2 separate regions of the Sus scrofa genome follow, and region 2 is linked to region 1. The links are chromatin contacts, called in public Hi-C maps. All regions are on one chromosome and are shown on one strand. Each heading gives the region's core, a stretch centred on a gene start, on an enhancer-like site or on the middle of the called end of the contact. The rest is flanking DNA. Distances are from core to core; before and after follow the strand shown.

Region 1 (3,591 bases), core at 803-3,302:
CTTATAATATGTATGTTACTATTGCTATTAATGTTCATGATGATGTCAAATACAGCAATAGCTAACTTATTAAGCATTTATTAATCCCAGATACAGCACTAAACTATATTTATTACTTTGTCTAATCCTCACTATACCCTATTTGATAGGTAATACTATTATGTATGACAGTGCTAGAATTAAAAGATTACTGATCAAAATAAAGAACTTAAAATATATCAAATTAAGAAATCTAATTTTACTTCTTAATTCATCTATCTAGAACCACAGGTAACAGCTTAGTGAGAAATACATAACTATAAGTTTAAGTTATAACTACCTGCTCTTCAGTGAAGCATAATCAAAGGTTAGGACAAGGAGACAACAGGGAAATATACACATCTCCTATCCCCTTAAACCTGTATACAAAACAAACAAACAAAAAAAAATCAGTTTGTATTATTAAATAACTTATACCAGAGACTTTTATCTGATCTAAAGGAACCTCTTTAACCTGTGATAAAATTTAAGTTTCAGGAATTAATTTCTTCAGTTATTTATTCTACTAAGAAGGTCTAACAACTTTCTCCCCTTTCCCACTCCCTTTCTATTTCATTTTCTAAAAAAAAAAAAAAAAAACCATTCATTTAACTAAAAGATTATATTGGAAAGAAGTCCCAAAATGTATCCCTCAATTAAAATCAGGATATCTTACTAAGAGTTGAAGAGTTCTTAAAACTCCACTGTTAAACACATACTTTCACATCTCAAATGCACTCAGAATCTCAAAACTGAAATCCCTAAAAGGAACAAAAGAGTCCCTCCTTCTCCAAATGCTCTTTGGGAAGATACCTCTCCTTTCATGACCCCGAACTGGAGTAAATCCAGCAGACTCTTTTGGGTAAAGTCCTAATTACAAAAATCCTTAACTTTTTAAGTTGTAGAACTCTTTAAGTATCTTGTGAAGACTATGGAGTTTCTTCCCAAAGTAATGTTTCTAAGTACATACACATAAAATTTTATATAATTTCAGGAGTTCTAAAGATTTACTGAAGCCCAGTTATACACCTTAATTTAAAACTCCTGGTCGAAGAGTTCCCGTCATGGCTCAGCAGTTAGTGAAACTGACTAGTATCCATGAGGACGTGGGTTCAATCCCTGGCCTCACTCAGTGGGTTAAGGATACCAAGTTGCCATGAGCTGTGGTGTGGATCGCAGATGAGGCTTGGATCCTACATTGTTGTGGCTGTGGCATAGGCTGGTAGCTACAGCTCCAATTCTACCCCTAGCCTGGGAACCTCCATATGCCATGGGTAAAGCCCCAAAAGAAAAAAACAAACAAACAAAAAAACTCTTGGTCAACGTTCCCTCAGCAAATACACACCTTTAGGTGCTTGGGATCATATGTGAAAATAATAGAGTGAAGCCTTTTGAAAAAAAAACACTTCAAAGAAAAATATTAAATGTCGCCAAATGAAAGGGGCACTTGGCAATTTCAGGGATCACTAGCCTAGTTGTACCACACAAGGTCTCACCAAATGGCACAAGTGAAACCATCTAGAAGTTACCATGGCCTTACTGTACACAAACTACATTATTCTCTCAGACTCCCACTGACACTTTCTTGCTATAGATATTTTAATTCTATTTAACCAACAGAAAAATCTGACATTCTAATACACTCATATTTTCCTTACACTTCCTGATTCTTATCTGGAAGACAGTTCAGCTTATGTTGTTTTTTATTGTTGACTTTATGCCTTAACTGTCAAGAGGTGGAGAGAGAAGGGAGATCTTGCTCTTCCCTTGGCTAGAATGAGATACCTAAATAAATATTTTAATGTGGCAATATATTCGAGCTAGCCAGCATTCTTTCTCTTTGGCAAAATGACTCTCTGATCCAACAATCACAATGACTTTGAAATACACCTTTGCATCTCCATGAGCTGTTCCCAATTTTGTGGATTTCAAAGAGATGCTACAAAATACTAGCAATCTGTAAGGTCCCTAAGGGCAGGGCCCTGAGCCGCTCAGATCACTATGCCCAGTGCTTAGCATACCTGACATAGTACTTGCTCAAATAAGACCACTGCAGTGCACTGATGAAACTCTTAAAGCAGCTACTAATTCAACCATTAAGTACGTGAGCTTAGCAAGTTACTAAACATCTCTGAGACAGTTTATTTATCTAAAAAAAAGAGAATAACAATCCTCATAGCGTTATTGCTAAAGTTAAATAAGATCAAGTACTTAAAGCACAGTATAGTAGTAACAAAAGTACTGTAAGTATCCTTTAAGGAAGACCTACATTTTGAGGTCTAGTTGAATAAATACAGTTGAATTTTTAAATAGGACTGCATTATAGATGGATGTGATTCAAATTAATTCTATGAGCACATTTTCATAAAATAAATAAATAATGATAAAAAGCCAAAAAAAAAAAAAAACCTAAAAAAAGAAGTAGTAAATATAGAGACAAAGAGGGGGGGAAATCACATAAATAAGACACTGTTTTAAAAGAAAACAACTTCTCTATATATTTGTAGCTTAAAACACAACTAACATTTTCCAAGTGACAAACCCGGCACAAACAAAACAACTGGAGATTTATTTTTGCTAAAATTATTATCCATCTTTGTCCAAAAAAAATCCTTACTTTTTAGAGGCACGTAGTCTAAGTTGAAATTGTCCTGGTGGGGAAAAATTTTTTAAAGCCCATTAAAATGTGCTTTAGTTTTCTTTTTCCTTCTGGTGTCAGTTTTTTTAAAAACTAAGCCTAAAGCGCCATCTACTGTGTCTGTTAGGCTCACATCACTTTTGTTTATTTTATCAGAGTGCAGCAGAAAGGCAAAATGTAGTAAATTTAGAATGTTACTTTAAAATCCTATTCCAAAGAAATTTAAGAGAATTAAAGAGGATATGCTTTTTTCCCCATTATATACTTGTATACAATATGTTTAGACATAAATACCTACCCACACACACATACACATTCTCGTATCTGATCATTTTTCCTGCTTTTCACTTTCTTCTTAAATAGGCCTGAACTCAGAAGAATATCACGGCAGGGACCAAAATGCTTACTTTTATATATTAGTGGGACAAGTAATAACAGTGGCAAAGTTTGACTGAGGGATGCTGTGTGCCAAAGAGTGTTTCAAGTGCTTTTTACTCAATATCTCATATAATCTTCACAACAATCCTTTGAAACATCTGTCATTAGTATTATCTCCATTTTATTTTTTATTTTTATTTTTATTATTTTTAATTTTTTTTGTCTTTTCTAGGGCTGCACCTGCGACATATGGAGGTTCCCAGGCTAGGGGTTGAATCGGAGCTATAGCCGCGCCTTCGTCCAAGCTGCGTCTGCGACCTACACCACAGCTCACAGCAACGCCGTATCCTTAACCCACTGAGTGAGGCCAGGGTTCAAACCCGCAACCTCATGGTTCCTAGTTGGATGCGTTAACCACTGAACCACAACAGGAACCCCTATCTCCATTTTATAGTTAAGGAAATTGAGGCACAGAGGAATTATTAAAACTTTGCCCACGGAGTTCCCGTTGTGGTTCAGCGAGTTACGAACCCGAATAGTAACCATGAGGATGTGGG
Region 2 (3,591 bases), core at 335-2,834, 430 kb before region 1:
ATATTCTGGACATTTGGTCCCTCCTGCTCTTTTATGTATTTATTTTTTGTCTTTTTAGGGCCACACCCATGGCATACGGAGGTTCTCAGGCTAGGGGTCGAATTGGAGCTGTAGTTGCCGGCCTACACCACAGCCACAGCAACTTGAGATCCGAGCTGTGGCTGCGACCTACACCACGGCTCACGGCAATGCTGGATCCTTAACCCACGGAGCGAGGCCAGGGAATTGAAGCCCGCGTCCTCATGGATGCTAGCCGGGTTCCTTACCACGAAGCCACGATGGAAAATCCTTTTTTTTTTTTTTTTTTTCCTTCCTGCCCTTTTAGATGAAAGACAACTTATTGAAACTCGAGAAGAAATTTTAAAAAGGAAAAAAAAAAGAATTAAAATACTGGCAAATGTTTTCGGTACCGAAATAAGTTTGGGGAAAGGGATGGTATGTTAGCATTGGATCTGACATTCTCTTTCTTATCTCTGGTCCTCACTTCCTGAAGCCTGTTCTATATAATGCATGATAGCATATGGTCGGCTGCTGGCTAGCAGACAGGACCCTGGAGTTCTGTTTCTGACTTCGCTGTGGGATTTTAATGAGACCAGGTGGGAGAAGAGGATGATGTAACAAAGAATGGCAGGGCAGGCCTTGGTAAGGACCCGTCACCTTGCTTCTCTGAGCCTCAGTTTCCTCATCCATGATAAGAAGGGGTTGTTCAAAAAGATCTCAGAGTTCCTGCCTATACTAAAAACTTTGCTTTTATGGTATTTTAATGCAAGAAATTAGTTCCTCGTTCTGCCCCTCCCTTTTTCCAGAAGTGTGAGAATACTCCATGTGCTGTCTTTGAATATCTGTACCCTACCCAGCACCCATTTAAGCCTAAAGTGAGTGCAGACGTCTGGTCCTTTTCCTAAGAGCAGATTTCTCTCCAGACTCGGGATTTTCTTGGCCTCTCCTACCTACGAAAACCTTCTGATGGGTAAACATGTGTTGGCCAGGGGCCAAGCCCCAGCAAACACAACTTCATAACAACAAAGCTTAAAGATGGGAGTCTGAGTGAGAGGGTAGGGATTAGAAGGGGATTATCATTCATTAAATTCAGTTTCTCCTGTTTGAAACCAGGCCCATGGAAGTTGCTGAGCTTCGGCATATGTTGTTTTGTTGGGTCATTCATCTGAACTGAGGAAGTGACTGAGAACTTTTTTAGCCCCAATAGGAAGATGAAGTGGGGAAATACTTAGATCTGCTTTTTTCCAAGTTTCCCAGAGTGGCCTAAGTTACTTCTGCTAGTGGGTCATCAGCTCTTTTTCTATTTGATGCAGAAAGCCAGAATTTCAGGGACCAACGCTGAAGAGGGTGGAGGTGGGATTAAAGGGAGGAAGACTGCCTAGGACAGCGTATGTGTCGAACAAAGATTCAAGATGACCTACAAGCTCCGTGAGACCACAGGGAAAAGGTATCATGTATGAGACTGAAACAGGCTCAGATGCCTATCCTCCAGCAAAATCAACTTCCTTGGGTGCTTGTGGTTCATCAACTGAACCTGTGAACCAGCTGTATGTAGCATATACTCTACTTCCTCAGGTCTTTAAAATTGACAATGGTCTGTAGGTCAAGTTCCAACGGAAGTCATATTTCTGACCTAGCTCTATAAATAGAGCACTGGAAAAAAACCATCAGCTGCGCATGGCCCAGGGACCACACGCTATCTATTAAGTAAGTAACCACAGTATCTGTGCTGCCATTTTAGCTGAGAAAAAAAAAATATCTTTTGTTATTTATAATCTTCTGAGCTTTGAGAGTCTCAAAATACTTTAAAGCTATTAGTCTTCTTTCAGATTTACAAATAAAGGATCTGAAGCGTGAAACCACACAATAACTGCCTCAACAGCATCTGTCCACGGAGGAAGGCATTCGGCCTGCGTGAAGAATAAGGCTGCTTCACTTTGGGAAAGCAGGAGATTTCATTCCCAGGGTCTCTTGGTTAGAGGTGAAAGATGGGAATGCAGTGCTGAATCTTGCGTAACACACCTAGGCTGGTCCACGTTTCAATAAAACTCATTGCTGAGGAAGGTAAGAAATGTGAAGAAGACAAGAAGAGTGGGGTGATCAGAACCTCTGGAATGCAAGGGTGAGGGATGGCTTAATCCTCCAGGCAGAAGGTGGAAACAAAGTTAGTTAATCACTAGGATAAAGACTGGTATGCGTCAGCAGAAGCCACTCAAGCAGCTCCCCTGGTTTTCCTGTGGGGAGAAAATACTTTATGTTTCCCATAGTCATAGAGTGGTTATCATCCAACCAGGACACTTCTGAAAATGACATGGGGACATTTTAGCAAGTGTATTGGGATAACAGCGATACATCGGGACTGTGCTGGGCAAACCAAGATGGTAAGGTCCCCTGACAGAGACGGCGCATAGGACATTTTCCTGAACTGGGATGAAGATGCTGACTCTACAAAGAAAAACGGGTCCTTCTTAAACGCATGTATCAACCAGAATTCTCTAGGGGATACGGCATAGGATTTCTTCACCATGTTTACAGGGATGATCAAGGTTCTCAGACAGCGAGGAAAACATGGGTTTGAGAAGGACAGAACAAGGGTGTCTGAAGAGAAACAGCTTTTAGCGCTGCCCAGGATGCCACGCCCCTGATTCTCTTCTCCAATAACACAGCTCTCCTCCTGCCACCTTCCATTTATGGCAAAGAAATCCTGAGCAAGGACCTAAGCTAGGTCTCCTGACCCTTTGAAAAGAATTCTTTAATTAAAAATAAATGCACTCACTGGAGAGAACACATACTATCCTTAAGGAAATGCTACCAAAACAAAGAAAACAAAACCCCAAACATTGAAGGGAAGCTGAGGCATTTTCTTGTAAATGTAGGCTTCATTCCACCGAAGCCAGGAAGATGCTTCTGTGAAACGGGTTTTCATCCACAACATGCATCCTACCAGCTCACCGTAAGTCAGTGAATTGCTCAAAATGTGGCCATCAGCTGTCTCAGTAGGAACGTTGCTTCTCTACTCTCTTTGTAGAATCTGAGGCAGCAAGAGGACCAGAGCTGGATTCTAGGAAGTCTTGAGTATTATATATGGTCATCATTGGATGTTTTGACCAGTTGATATTTTTTCAGGTGACTTTTTTCTCCTGGCTGAGGCAGAGGAATACAGCCACTTACTTTTAATTTCAGATAGTTTTATAGTCTTGGCTGCTAGAGAGGAAAAAAAAATCCCCCTCAGATGTGTGCATTGCCTTTGGAGAAAGCTGGGAAGGGTTAAAGTGACATATCCTATCCCCCCCCAACTGTTTGAAATTTCTTCTTGAAACTATTTATTTATTTAGTCTTTTGAGGGCCACACCTGCAGCATATGGAAGTTCCCAGGCTAGGGGGCAAATCAGAGCTACAGCTGCCAGCCTTTGCCACAGCCACAGCCACGCCAGATCTGAGCCTGTCTCTGACCTACACCACAGCTCATGGCAACGCCTGATCCTTAGCCCATTGAGCGAGGCCAGGGATCGAACCTGCATCCTCATGGATACTGGTTGGGTTCGTTACTGCTGAGCCATGATGGGAACTCTGAAACTGTTTTTATTTTTA

The links. Hi-C and Micro-C count contacts between places; a contact is called where the count stands out from the background.
Region 2: a contact with region 1 is called in a Hi-C map of omental adipose tissue, with 1.5 times the contacts expected there. The contact joins two enhancer-like sites. A contact is called at or near these places in 3 of 47 Hi-C or Micro-C datasets (adipocytes, fibroblasts and omental adipose tissue) and 1 of 2 datasets of contacts at active chromatin or transcription factors (alveolar macrophages).

What each region holds. Positions count from the first base shown.
Region 1 is chr7:91,679,627-91,683,217 of Sscrofa11.1, reverse strand. All of the region lies in intron 8 of RAD51B (DNA repair protein RAD51 homolog 2), which reads right to left. Among named protein-coding and RNA genes, the nearest start is that of RAD51B, 89 kb to the right of the region's middle. Within about 2 kb of position 2,052, at least 12 of the 83 cell types and tissues checked have an H3K27ac peak or open chromatin away from gene starts, as enhancers often do. A contact at or near this core is called in omental adipose tissue, where this site is marked.
Region 2 is chr7:92,113,079-92,116,669 of Sscrofa11.1, reverse strand. All of the region lies in intron 9 of RAD51B (DNA repair protein RAD51 homolog 2), which reads right to left. The region is part of intron 1 of LOC106507734 (a long non-coding RNA gene); the gene reads left to right. Among named protein-coding and RNA genes, the nearest start is that of ZFP36L1, 380 kb to the left of the region's middle. Within about 2 kb of position 1,584, at least 13 of the 83 cell types and tissues checked have an H3K27ac peak or open chromatin away from gene starts, as enhancers often do. A contact at or near this core is called in omental adipose tissue, where this site is marked.